2 separate regions of the Macaca mulatta genome follow, and region 1 is linked to region 2. Evidence: chromatin contacts called from public Hi-C data. All regions are on one chromosome and are shown on one strand. The core of a region is the stretch at or near the end of the contact, and the rest is flanking DNA. Distances in the headings are between cores, read along the strand shown.

What was found. Hi-C and Micro-C count contacts between places; a contact is called where the count stands out from the background.
Region 1: a contact with region 2 is called in a Hi-C map of liver, with 3 times the contacts expected there. The contact joins the promoter of ZNF692 here to the promoter of PGBD2 in region 2. A contact is called at or near these places in 2 of 14 Hi-C or Micro-C datasets (fetal cortical plate and liver).

What each region holds. Positions count from the first base shown.
Region 1 is chr1:114,109-120,438 of T2T-MMU8v2.0, reverse strand. It overlaps ZNF692 (zinc finger protein 692), which reads right to left and starts at 1,688. Exons shown (of 12, transcript NM_001261269.1): 1 at 1,674-1,688; 2 at 871-1,061; 3 at 568-599; 4 at 1-240. The coding sequence starts at 1,049. LOC114678402 reads left to right here and starts at 849. Exons shown (of 2, transcript XM_028848779.2): 1 at 849-2,002; 2 at 2,157-3,139. The coding sequence starts at 1,584. The coding sequence ends at 2,175.
Region 2 is chr1:70,455-76,732 of T2T-MMU8v2.0, reverse strand. PGBD2 (piggyBac transposable element derived 2) reads left to right here and starts at 3,429. Exons shown (of 3, transcript NM_001258110.1): 1 at 3,429-3,523.

The DNA of each region.
Region 1 (6,330 bases), core at 439-2,938, 45 kb before region 2:
CCTCAGAACACCAACTTCTCCGGGTAGTGTGTGGAAGGGAGGCTGGCTTGGGTGCCTCTGAAGGTGTGGGGCTCAAAGAGGGTCCCCAGGAGAAGGTATGGCCTGCTGAGCACTCCCACACAAGCCCCCCATCTTGGCCGCCAGGCCCCCGAAGGCCGGGCACCAGGCTGCACTCTCGGCTGTGGGCATGAGACAAGAGCACCAGATACTGCAGACGTTTTGGAGGCAAAGGCTCAGGACCTGGAGGGGTGGGGGAAGCAGTCAGGCTGAACTGGGAAGTCTCCTCTCACCCTGGAGAGCCATACCCAGGGAGCCCTGTTCCCTCAAACGCCAGGGCAACCTCAGCCACAGTCCAATTTATCATTCTTCAGAACCTAGACACACTAGATCCTGAGACATTGCTCCCTTCCCCACCCAGAGGTTGCTCCCATCAAACTACTCCGTGCTCCCCAACTTACCCCACCCTTCCCAAACTCACTCAGGGCTCCCTTTGAAAGGAGGGTGTTTCTGGGTCACCCTGTGGCCCCTCTTCCCTCTGGCTCTCACCCCCTGCCATCCCCTACCTACCTGCACAGAGGACACAGCCTGAAGAAGTGTACCTGCCAGGAGGAGAAGAGGCAGGTCAGGACTCAGGTGGCCAGCCACCCTCGGCCCTGGGCACCCACACATGTAAGGGGCCAGCCCTAAGGGCCGCTATTCGCTGAGACCATGAGGAGGGGAGCAGGACCCTGGGAGGCCACAGGTCACACAGGCCGTCCTGGTACAGTGAGAAACCTGAGGGTGGAAAAGAGCAGCAGGACAGGCCCTGGAGAGGAGGCTAGGGGCTGCTGCCTGGGTACCCTCCCCCAAGCCCCTCTCCCGGCCCCTAACCGGTCCAACAGGAACTTGGCGAGCTGCGAGTGCAGGGAGAAGCCCAGCCGCTCCTTGAGGAGGCACCACTGCTCCATGTGGCCGCCCAGGCGGATGCGGCACTTGCTGCGGCGCGCGTCCAGCTGCCGCCGCTTCTCCCGCCGCCTGCAGGACACGTCCACCGCCGGGGAGGAAGCCATGTGCACCAGAGGCTGGAGGGTGGAAGATGTCTTCAGCGCCCAGCCGATCCTGGGGCCCGAGGACCCGGCTCCACCTGTCGTTGGGGCCTCAGTTTCCTCATCAGTGAGGAAGACTCACTGATCTATGCAATTCCGGGGCAAGACTAAACTATTTCAACAGTAGTGGCAGGTGTGGAGCAAACCCCGTCCTTCTGCGATACAGGGTGTGGAAGCTCAGCGCTACCATGTGGGTGTCGCCGGGGGGGAGGCCGGCAGACACAAGCAGGCAGAACAAAGGCCTGCGCCCTCCAGTCCACTGAAGTGTAGCCGTGGGGAAGGAGCGATAGACTTTCACGGCAAATTTCAACTGGGCTGGGGGGGTCCACACATTTCATCTTGAAGAGGGCAGCGGCCTTTACTGCTTTGTAGGGGAAGGAAAGGTCGCGTCCTGGCGTGCAGCTGGGGTCGCTCTTCACAGTTGGGTCGAGTGACGGTGGGGGCCGGGGTCAGAGGTCTGGAGGGCGCCCCCCACCCCGTCTTGGGCACCCCCACTTAATGCTGGCAGTGAGTGGAGCGGACCAATCCCAATTGCAGCTCCCAGGTTGCCCAGAACCCCGTCGCGACCCACCCCCACCCCGACCTCACCTGTGCGCCCCCAAGCGCCCTCACCCCGACTGCGCCTGCGCCTGCGCCTCCCGGGCGAGGCGAGCAGGCCCGGAGCTGCTGGAAGGCAGGGGCCCACCTCGCGCGCGCAGCGTTTCTCTTTTAAGAAGAAACGGTGCTTCTCGGCGTCGGCTGCGGTATCCCGGAACTGAGGCCCGCGCCCCAGAGGGAGGGGCGAGTCGGAGGCCGACGGCGTGCGCCTGCGCACTGGGTGCCCCGCGCAACGCCCGCCGGGAACCGTGGTTCCCCGACCCGAGTCGCCCGCGCGTGTCACGGAGCCCCGCGGCAGTTGTGGTTGCGTCGCTTCTGTGGTGAGCGTCTGCGCTTGGTGACCAAAGGTTTGCGGGAAAGTGGAAGAGACAGGGTCAGGCCTCCTGCGCTCCAGCCCCAGCCCATCGGCCTGTCTGGGGGCGTTGCCTCTTCACTTGTGGCCGTTTTGTATTCACCTTCCATTTCCCCTCACAGTTGCCGCCCGCAAACGTGATGCAGAACCAGTCACTTTGAAAGCCAGCGGAGCCCTCTGGACCGCAGAGTCCCACAGTCACAGCCCACTTCTGTTAGCATCAGAATTCCTCCTCAAAGTCGCCGGCATTCTCTGTGGACTCTCGCTTCCCATCCTCTTCTCTTCAAACGGCTCTGACGGAGCTTTCCTCCCCGCCCAGCCACTGCAGTGGCGCTCCACAGGGTCACTGGCGACGGTCATCTTGCCACATAGCAGCTGTCAGTTCTGTCCGCCTCCCTGCCCTAGAAAGAGCGCGACTATGTAGCTCGCGTCTTCGTCAACCTTATGGCTCCCTCTACATTTTTTGGCCCCAGTTTTACTTCTCTGACTTCCTATGCTCCTGGTTTTCCACCCTCCTCACTGGCTCCCTCTTTCCTTTTTTTGGATCCATTCCCTCTGTTCTGCCAAAAGATGAAGTGTGCCCTGGCTCAGGCCTTGAACCAGATCTTCTCTCGTCTGCAGATGTTCTCTTGGGTGATCTAATTAGGTCCGTGGATTTAAATACACGATGGCTCCTAGCCTAGCCTTCTTTCAACTCCAGTCATATATCTTACTGCCCGCTTGACTTACCTGTGTTAACTGAGCTAACACATGTAACGAATTTAGGACAGTGCCTGGCATGTAGAGAGCACTGACACATGATAGCTGATTTTTCTCCCACATAAATATGGCAAACATGTAACAATAATGCCTGTACCCTCCACCATGTCAGTAAATGAAGGCATCATCCACCCCCTTGCTCAGAAAAAAAGGGAATCAGTCTTGATTATTTGCCTTTTATGACACCTAAACTATATACATCAGCAAATCTTGTTGGTCCTGTCTCCAAAAATTTATCTTAAATCCCATCACTTCCGACCCTCTCAATTGCTAAAACCCTACTGCAAGCCACTGGTATTAATTTTCTGTAACTGTTGTAATAAATTGTGTTGTTTTCAGCCACAAATTTGCTCCCTTTAGGCAGATTTATTTTCTCATGGTTCTGGAGGCCAGAAATCCAGATCAAGGCATCAGCGGGGCCACGGGCCATATAAGGGCTCTAGAGGAGAACCGTTTCCTTGCTGCTTCTGGCTTCTAATGGTGGCCAGCATTCTCTGACTTGTGGCCACATCACTCCAATCTCTGTCTCTGAGGTCACATTGCCTCCTCCTGTGCCACATCTCCCTCTGCTTCTCTCTTACAAGGATGCTTGTGAATGCATTTAGAGTCCATCCTTATAATCCAAATAATCACTTCATCTCAGTATCCTAAAGCAATTACTTCTGTAAAGTATTTGCCATATAAAGTAATTGGCTGCACATGGTGGCTTACGCCTGTAATCCCAGCACTTAGGGAGGCCGAGGCGGGTGGATCACTTGAGGTCAGGAGTTCGAGATGTGCCTGGCCAACATGGTGAAACTCTGTCTCTACTAAAAATACAAAAAAAAAAAAAAAATTAGCTGGGCATGGTGGCATGGACCTGTAATCCCAGCTACTTGGGAGGCTGAGGCAGGAGAATTGCTTGAACCCGGGAGGAGGAGGTTGCAGTGAACCGAAATTGTGGTACTGCACACCAGCATGAGTGACAGAGCAAGACTCCATCTAAAATAAAATAAAAGTAATCGCCACATGTTCTGGGGATTAGGACACAGATATCTTTTCCAGGACTATTTTTAAGCCTACGATACCACTATCATCTCACCTGGTCTATGGCTACATCTTCCTAATGGATCTGCCTCCTACTTTAACTTGTACCCTCACAAAGCAGGGATGATTTCCTCAAAGATCAAATCTTTTACTTAAAATCTGTAAGTGGTCTCCAGTGCAATCCAAAACCCTTATCGAGGCCTCAAGGCCCAACTTAATCTGGCCCTTGGCTTCTTCTCTGGCATCATCCCCCAACTTTTCCCACTTTGTCCTCCCACCTTTTTGCTATTTCTCAAGTGTGCCATGTATGCTGGAGGGAGTTATTTTGTCTCTGCAGCACTCATTTCTCCCCACAGCCCCCGCCCTGTCCCCCAGCCCACCACCCAACTCTTCATCTGTTTGCTCCCTTATTGTCATGTGAATCTCTATATAAGATCACCCACTCAGCTATGAAATCCCTCATTCAGAAAGCTCCCTTTCTTCAGTCATGCTCTACTTCACTGTGCCCTATTGTATCTTCTTTGTGGCACTTACTTTCTGAAATCATCTCAGGGACTTATCTGTGTGTTTCGGGGTTTTTTTGTTTTTTTTTTGAGACAGAGTCTCGCTCTGTCGCCCAGGCTGGGGTGCAGTGGCCGGATCTCAGCTCACTGCAAGCTCCGCCTCCCGGGTTCACGCCATTCTCCTGCCTCAGCCTCCCAAGTAGCTGGGACTACAGGCGCCCACCACCTCGCCCGGCTAGTTTTTTGTATTTTTTAGTAGAGACGGGGTTTCACTGTGTTAGCCAGGATGGTCTTGATCTCCTGACCTTGTGATCCGCCCGTCTCGGCCTCCCAAAGTGCTGGGATTACAGGCTTGCGCCACCGCGCCCAGCCCTGTGTGTTTGTTATTGGTAATATAATGATTGTTGACTAGCCCAGCCTTCTCCTCTGCAGCCTAAATATCTCAAATGACATGGTGTCCAAACATGAACACCCTTAGGATGAGCCCAGTGTGTCCTGTGCATATTCCTTTTGATTTGTGGTATCAGTGACTCGGCCTACTTGTCTGACTAGTGTAAGGTAGGAAAGAAGATGTCCCAGCTACTTTACTCATTAATGAAAGTGTAACTTTTACATCAAAAGAGCAGGACTCCATCGAGAACAAACTTTATCCTTTCCTCAAGGTCCCTAAAAGATATCTGCAAAATCATTGTGATTTCATCAAAGGGAATGAAAGGTCTTATAACTCTTGGTTACTCTTAGAATGTTGGGTCTCACTTTGAGGTCCAAGAACATTCTTGGTTCTCTTGGTTTGATCTTGTTTAAAATAATAAAATGAAACTACTGCCAATGCCCAGCTCTTCAATAACCCTCTCCAAATAAATCTCTCAGCCTCTCTTTAATTTCTTATATCATCTAGGTAAGGAATGAGCCAACTCTCTCAAAAACAGTCATCAGCCCCTTCCTTTGTAAGTGCTACAAAGGAGTGCTAACATTCTAAGGAGGGGTTATCTGTAAACATTGGTTCTCTGCCTTTAGTGACCTCACTGCAGTCTGAGACCTTGAATTCCATCTTAGCATCCCATCACAAAGGCTAAGATTAAATGCAAGCTATTGGTAATGTTTTTACCGTTGAGCTATACAGTTTGCAGACTGCTGAAACTGCCAGTTCTTTTATACACATCAAAGGCTCCATGTGGAGGACACATTTATCTTCATAACATTTATTTTTCCTGGACTACACATGGCACCATAGCGCTCTTCTTATCTCCTGTCTTGGCATACCAAATCTGATATTGCTGTACCCTCTGAACTTTTAGTATCATCTCTCCAAAGAGAAAAACTACTTTCCATTCCCCAGGTGCAAGGAAGAATGAGCCAAATTGCTACAGAAGTTGAGTCAACCCACTGCCCTCAAATCCTGAGACGTATTCCCAGTGGGAAGAGGAACACTCTTTTTTTTTTTTTTTTTTTTTTTGAGACGGAGTCTTGCTCTGTCACCCATGCTGGAGTGCAGTGGCCGGATCTCAGCTCACTGCAAGCTCCGCCTCCCGGGTTCACGCCATTCTCCTGCCTCAGCCTCCCGAGTAGCTGGGACTACAGGCACCCGCCACTTCGCCCGGCTAGTTTTTTGTATTTTTTAGTAGAGACGGGGTTTCACCGTATTAGCCAGGATGGTCTCGATCTCCTGACCTCATGATCCGCCCGTCTCGGCCTCCCAAAGTGCTGGGATTACAGGCTTGAGCCACCGCGCCCGGCCAGGAAAGAGGAACACTCTTTCAGGACTTTGTGCCCCAAATTCCACGAGACCCACAGACACCCTTCGCCCAGCCCAGGCCCCAAGTATTTGCATGAATTCTCTCTCTTTCTCAGCTCTCATCCTCTCAGTGACTGGTGTCTTCATCCTCCAACCAGTCATCATTGCTGGGAGTGCAATTCCGTTTCTCCTGAGCTCCTGACAACTTAAGGGTGACGCCTCTACCCTGAGTCTGATCACGCCCTGGTGCGGGGGACCTGGGCCCTCTGTGAT
Region 2 (6,278 bases), core at 2,180-4,679:
CCCTAACATCACAAATAAAAAACTATTCCCAAAGCTAGCAGAAGACAAGAAATAACCAAGATCAGAGGAGAAATAAAGGTGATAGAGACATCAAAAACCCTTCAAAAAATCAGCAAATCCAGGAGCTGGTTTTTTTTTTTTTTTTTTAAAAAAAAAGTAAAATAGATAGACTACTAGCTACACTAATAAAGAAAAAAAGAAGAATCAAATAGAGACAATTAGAAACAATAAAGGGGATATCACCACTGACGCCATGAAAATATGAAAAACCATCAGAAAATACTGTAAACACCTCTATGCAAATATACTAGAAAATCCAGAAGAAATGGAGAAATTGCTGGATATATACACCCTCCCAAGACTGAACCAGGAAGAAGTTGAGTCCCTGAATAGACCAATAATGAGTTCTGATATTGAGGCAGTAATAAATAGCCTACAAAAAAAAAAAAAAGCCCAGGATTAGAAGGATTATAGCTTAATTCTACCAGAGGTATAAAGAGGAGCTGGTAATATTTCTTCTGAAACTATTTCAAACAATTGAAAAGGAGGGACTCCTTCCTAACTCATTTTATGAGGAAAAGCATCATCCTGATACCAAGACCTGGCAGAGATACTACAACAACAACAACAACAACAAAACGGAAATCAGGCCAGTATCCATGATGAACATCAATCCAAAAACACTCAATAAAATACTGGCAAGCTGAATCCAGCATCACATCAAAAAGCTTATCCACCATGATCAAGTTGGCTTCATCCCCAGGATGCAAGCAAGGTTGGTTTAACATATACAAATCAATATATGTAATTCATCACATAAACAGAACTAAAGACAAAAACCACATGGTTGTCTCAATAGAAGCAGAAAAGATCTTTCATAAAATTCAACATTCCTTCATGTTAAAAACTCTCAATAAACTAAGTGTTGAAGGAAAATACCTCAAAATAATAAGAGCCATAGATGACAGACCCACAGTCAGTATCATACGTAATGGTCAAAAGGTGGAAGGAATCAAGCAACTTGTAGCTGAGCTTTAATTGCTGCTATGTACCACCATCATTAACCACAAGGTGTTACTTAGTCAATGCTTGATGGACATGAGAATTTTTATATGTAAAATCTCACCCCATACATACACACAAAAACATGTACAGGTGAAATAAACTAAATGACATAAATTAATAAATGTATGTTTAATTCCCCAAGTCCATTTTCTTCTTCTTTTTATATGTTTTTTCTTTTTTTTTAATTTGTTAACTCCCTAAAGCAAGATAGTATCTATAAACAAACTAGGCTGCAAGGCTTTTATGAAATTTACTCATAATACACATAATTTAAATATTTTCCCCCCAATTTTTTCCTTAAAGCTTATTTAGCCTATTTCTCAAAGACAACTTCAAAATATATATTTTCCTCAAAGGATTCTAGCTTAACAGGCTAAGTTTTTTGTTTTGTTTTTTCCCAATTCCTATTATGCAGTTCTGCGATTCTACCCAAAATTTGACATTGTTTTCAAAGATTTGACTTTGTTTTTAAACGTAGCTTTATTCAAAGCAATGCACTGAAAATGTCTAGACGGGCTCTTTGCAGCTCCATAAACACTTACACTTGGTCCTGATCTTTTTATTAACTTTACATATGCAAGTATCCAAATTGCAGTGACAATTCTCTCTAGATCATAAAGGTATGGAAGAAACAGCCAGCAAGCACACTATATATGTATCTTACTACTCCTTGTTCAACTCACCCCCTCTTTGACCTCATTTCTTTGACTCTCTTCGTTCTTTTGTCTCCAGCCATTCTCAAATGTGCTAGGCTTGCTTCGCCTCAGAGCATGTGCACATGCCATTCTTTCTGCTTCAAGTATTTTCCCCCTTGAATTCTGCATGGGGAATTTGCTCTTCATATTCTTTGGCTTTTCCCTCAAATACAACCTTCTTACTTACCAACCTTCCCTGACCAAATTATTTAAAACTGAGTTCACAAGTCTTATTGGTCCCCTTTGCTTCCTTTATTTTCTTCCTAGCACTTTCCACTTTGACACACCATATATTTTGTTTATTGTCTGGTTCTCCCGCTGAAATGTAAGCATCATGACAAGAGGGTTTTTCTCTTGTGCCTTTATTTTTTTCACTGTTCTAACAGCACTGCCCAGAGGAGTGACTGTCATAGAGAGGACACTCATTTAACACTTGAATGAATGAATGAATGAGACACAGGATCTGGGGAACAAAGCAAGTTAGAAACACTACTCTACCTCACCTAGAGTAGCACTCCCATTTTCCCAGAGCTCATGATCTGTCTCCTCAAATTGCTTATATGTGGAATGAATGATGACAAACTTATACGTGCCCTTCGCTCCAGAATCCCACAAATGAGCATGATTTTTTTTTCTTCTGATGCAGGTGTTTTGGAACACACTTTACAGTGACCAAATAACATTTGTGAAGTGTCAGGGTGGAGAAGCAAATACAAAGTCTTCACTAAGTGGCCCTCTTTTTGAATGTTAACAGGGTCTGGTCCCAGGGATTTCTGTGTTCAAAGCCTTTCAGGGCAAGGCAGTTTGCTGTGGAGTACACTGTCCTACATACCTAATAGGCTACTAGGTTTCAGCTGGACAAAGTCCTTATAGAGCCGTGATTCTCAAGGGGTAGGGGGAGACACTTTTGTCATAACTAGAGTGGAGAGAGTGTGGTGTGCTACTGGCACTTAGTTGCTAGGGGTGCTCAATATCCTACAATTAGGGTTATTTTTACGAAGTAAAACTATAGGTAGGTAAGGTAGCCAGATGAAATACAGGGATTTCCAGTTAAATGTGAATCTTAGATGAACAACACTGTTACCTGAAACTCAAATTTAACTGTATTTTATCCGTGACCCTGCCTCCTGTAATGCACAGGACAGCCTCCTTCCCTCTCAACAAAGAATTATCCAGGCCCAAAAAGTCAAGAAACCCTGCCATGCAGCAGTGGTTCTCAAGCCCTAGTTTGTACCACAATTACCTTCAGGGTTGGTAAGCCCGATTACTGGGCACACCCTCAGTTTCTGATTCAGAAGGCCTTGAGTGGGGCCCCAAGAATTGCAGTTCCATCAATTTCCCAGGTGAAGCTGCTGTTAGATTGGGGCCACATTTGAGAACCACTACCCTAGAAAGTCCCCATGCTCTCCTGATTAGAAGCGAGGAAAGTTTCCAAGGGAGGACGGGGGTGGGAGGATAAGGGAGATTGGCGGGAAGAGCCGGCCCGCTGGGGTGGGAGACGTTATTTCGGCCGTTCTGGCCTCGCAGGCGTTTTCGGGATCCCTCTAGGCGCCGCGGAGGTCCCGGAGTCTCGATGGTCGCTCGGGCCGGGGCGTGGCCTGGTTCGGGGGCGTGGCGTGGAAGGCGGGCCAAGGTGCGGCGGGCGCTCTCGTGCCGGACGTTGCGCGGCCGCGACGCCCGACGCCAACGCAGGCGCAGCGCTCCGGTTCGGCGCGGCTCATGGTCCGGTTCGGGCTCGGGAGGCTCCGTCTGGGCCAGGGCAGGTAGGCATCATTGTGCTCGCGCCGCAGGCAGGGCTTAGCTTGAGTGCAGGAGCGGTTGGCCTTGATGTTGCGTTTTCTCAACGGCGTCCGGAGGAGTTCGTCCTCACTGCTCCGCGTCCACGGTGGGCTGGCGGGACCAGGACAGGAACAATGGGATTCCGAGGGCCGCAAGGGGGCGCTCCCTCTGCGGGTTGGGGTGCGAGGCCGGAGGGCCCTGCTGAGCGGGAGGCGGAGCAGGAGGCGGAGCGGGGTGGGTGGGGACCAGGGCGGGGTCGGGCTAAAGGGGGATGGATTAAGGGCGCGGTGGGAGGGACCAGGTCAGGCTCGGGCGGGGTGGGCGGGACTAATGGGGCGGGCAGCCTGAGGCTGGCGGCCGAGCTGCGAACGCCGCGTCAGGTCCCGGGGCGGGGCGGCTCCGCGCCGGGGCGCGCTGGGGCCGGGTCGTTCTTAACTTTGCGTCCGCCTGGGAAGGCGCTGAGGTTTCTGAGGGTCTTTGTTTGCCCTTCTTTCCCTTTTGCTATTGAGATGAAGAGAGGGGAGGAAGTTCCTCCGTATCCCACAAAAGCCCTTCTGAGCTGTTAGGCTCCTGGCTGAGCTTTGGGGTGCTGATGTATAAAATGTCTTTTGAATAATGTTTATCTTGAATTAATTTCAGAATTTCAGAGTGTTACAAAACAAACAAAAATTCCCATGTACGGTTCGCCCAGATTTCGTAGGGGTTAACATCTTTTTTTACAGAACAGTCAACAAAACCAGGATATTAACACCTACAGGCCTTATTCAAATTTCTCTACTCTCACCTATTTCCGTTTTGTAATTTAGGCGCCAAGACAGCATTGGGTTGTCCTGTCTTTCCTTGGAGAAATTTACATTTTAAACAGCAGCTCTCCCGCCTCCCAACCCCCTAGGGCCCTTTAGAGTGGCCTGGGGAGCTCCAGGTCTCACACCAAGGTGCTTTTTCTTGCCGAGTGCCTGGACCAGTTTAGTTGAGAATGCCCAGTTGGACCTCTGGGCAGCTCGTGACCACCTCCTCCTCCCAGTGTTGCTCGTTCCTCTTCCCAGTGCTGCTGGGCTTGGTGAGTGGCACCTCTGTGCACCAGCCATAGGGTGCCAGAATCTAGGAGGCTTGCCTGATCAGCTTTCTCCCCTGCCCTACCCCCTCAACCAATTATCCAGACTTGATGGTTTCACGTTTTGAGTCCTCCTTAGGTGTGTCCATTTCTCTCCATAGGCCCCACCCTTTTGCCATAGCCTTTTTGTCCGTCTCCCTTCATCAGCGTTGGGGCCCTGCATACTCAGTTGTCCATACTGCAGCCAGAATCAGCTTGTTAACATGCACCCTTCATTCTGTTATGCTCTGCCTGTAATTTTTTTTTTAAACTTCCCACTGCTCTGATAAAGACAGGCCTCCTTAACAGGGCCTTCAAGTCTCTGCAGGGCTGGTCCAGCCTCTTGTACCGTCTCCCACAGATTCCCTACCCTGGCCGGACTGCTTTGCTTCTCCTGTGCTGTACCTTTTGCCTGGGGTGCTATTCCCTGCCTGCTGAGGGAGTTGTTACTCTTTCTGCAGCTCTCCATTAGGTTATCTTTTCCTCAGGGAGGTATTCTCTGACCTCCCTGACTAGGTCAGTTTCCGTTTTATGGGTTCTGATCAACACCTTCTTTCCTTCTTAGCCCTGTCATAGTTACAATTTTATGCATACATGCCTGGCATTCAGTATATACTTCAGATGTTTGCCAAAGGAATGAAAAGGTGATAGTGTGGCTGCCTAACAGCCTCTGTCTAGACATTATTCCCTTTGTGAGTTTGCTTGGTATGTGGGGGCACTGGCTACCGATGTCCCCTTCCTCTGTTGGTTGTCTCAGGCAGGGCAAGAAAGATGTAGGAGCCACATGTGAGAGGATGGAGGGCCTGGGGAGCACAGTCTGCAGACTCCTGAAAGGTAGAATTGGGGAGCACAGTCTGCAGACTCCTGAAAGGTAGAATGGGTTTTTGCTGAGCTTCTTAACTATGTATCCCCCTCTGTCCTGGTTGAGTCCACTGTAATTATTAGACTCTTCACTGACATATTTCCTATGCATGGTTTCAGAGACTCTTTTAGGAGTATATTTTAGTTAGGGTCAAGCATATATCAAGAGCTCCTGGTTCTTTTCTAAATAGTTGTCTCAAAGCCAGATAGTAAAGATGAAAATGAAAAGTCTGCGGCAGGTTGAGATGGATGGGATGCCCTGGAATGTGGCCATTTGGCTCTGTGGCATGATTAGTTTGGTTCAGCGAGTATTTATTGAGGGCCTGCTGCATGCCAGATGCCATGTTACCTTCTTGGGATACAGAGGTGGGGTCGACCTGAAGATGGACTATTAATTTCAGTCTATTGTGGTGAAAGCTGTGATAAGAGAAGACTTGATTGGAAGCCTGACGGATGAGAAGGACATTGCAGGGGATCCCATGGGCAGGGAATAGCACCCAGGCAAAAGGCACAGCACAGAAGAAGAAAGCAGTCAGGCCAGAGTAGGGAACCGGAGGAAGACAGGCTACAAGAAGAGACTGGACCAGCCCTCGGGAGTGGTCTGAACCTACAGGCGGAACTGGGTGGGGATAAGGCTAGGCACCGGGCTGTGGATGACTTTGATTTTATTTCAGAGCTCGGTTGGGTTGTGACCCAGGGCAAGCTCTTGGTAGGCTGTGAAGATGGGCTCATGCCCTAATGGCTGGAGGCTGTCAGTCTATATGTTAGTAAGTGGATGGGGCCAG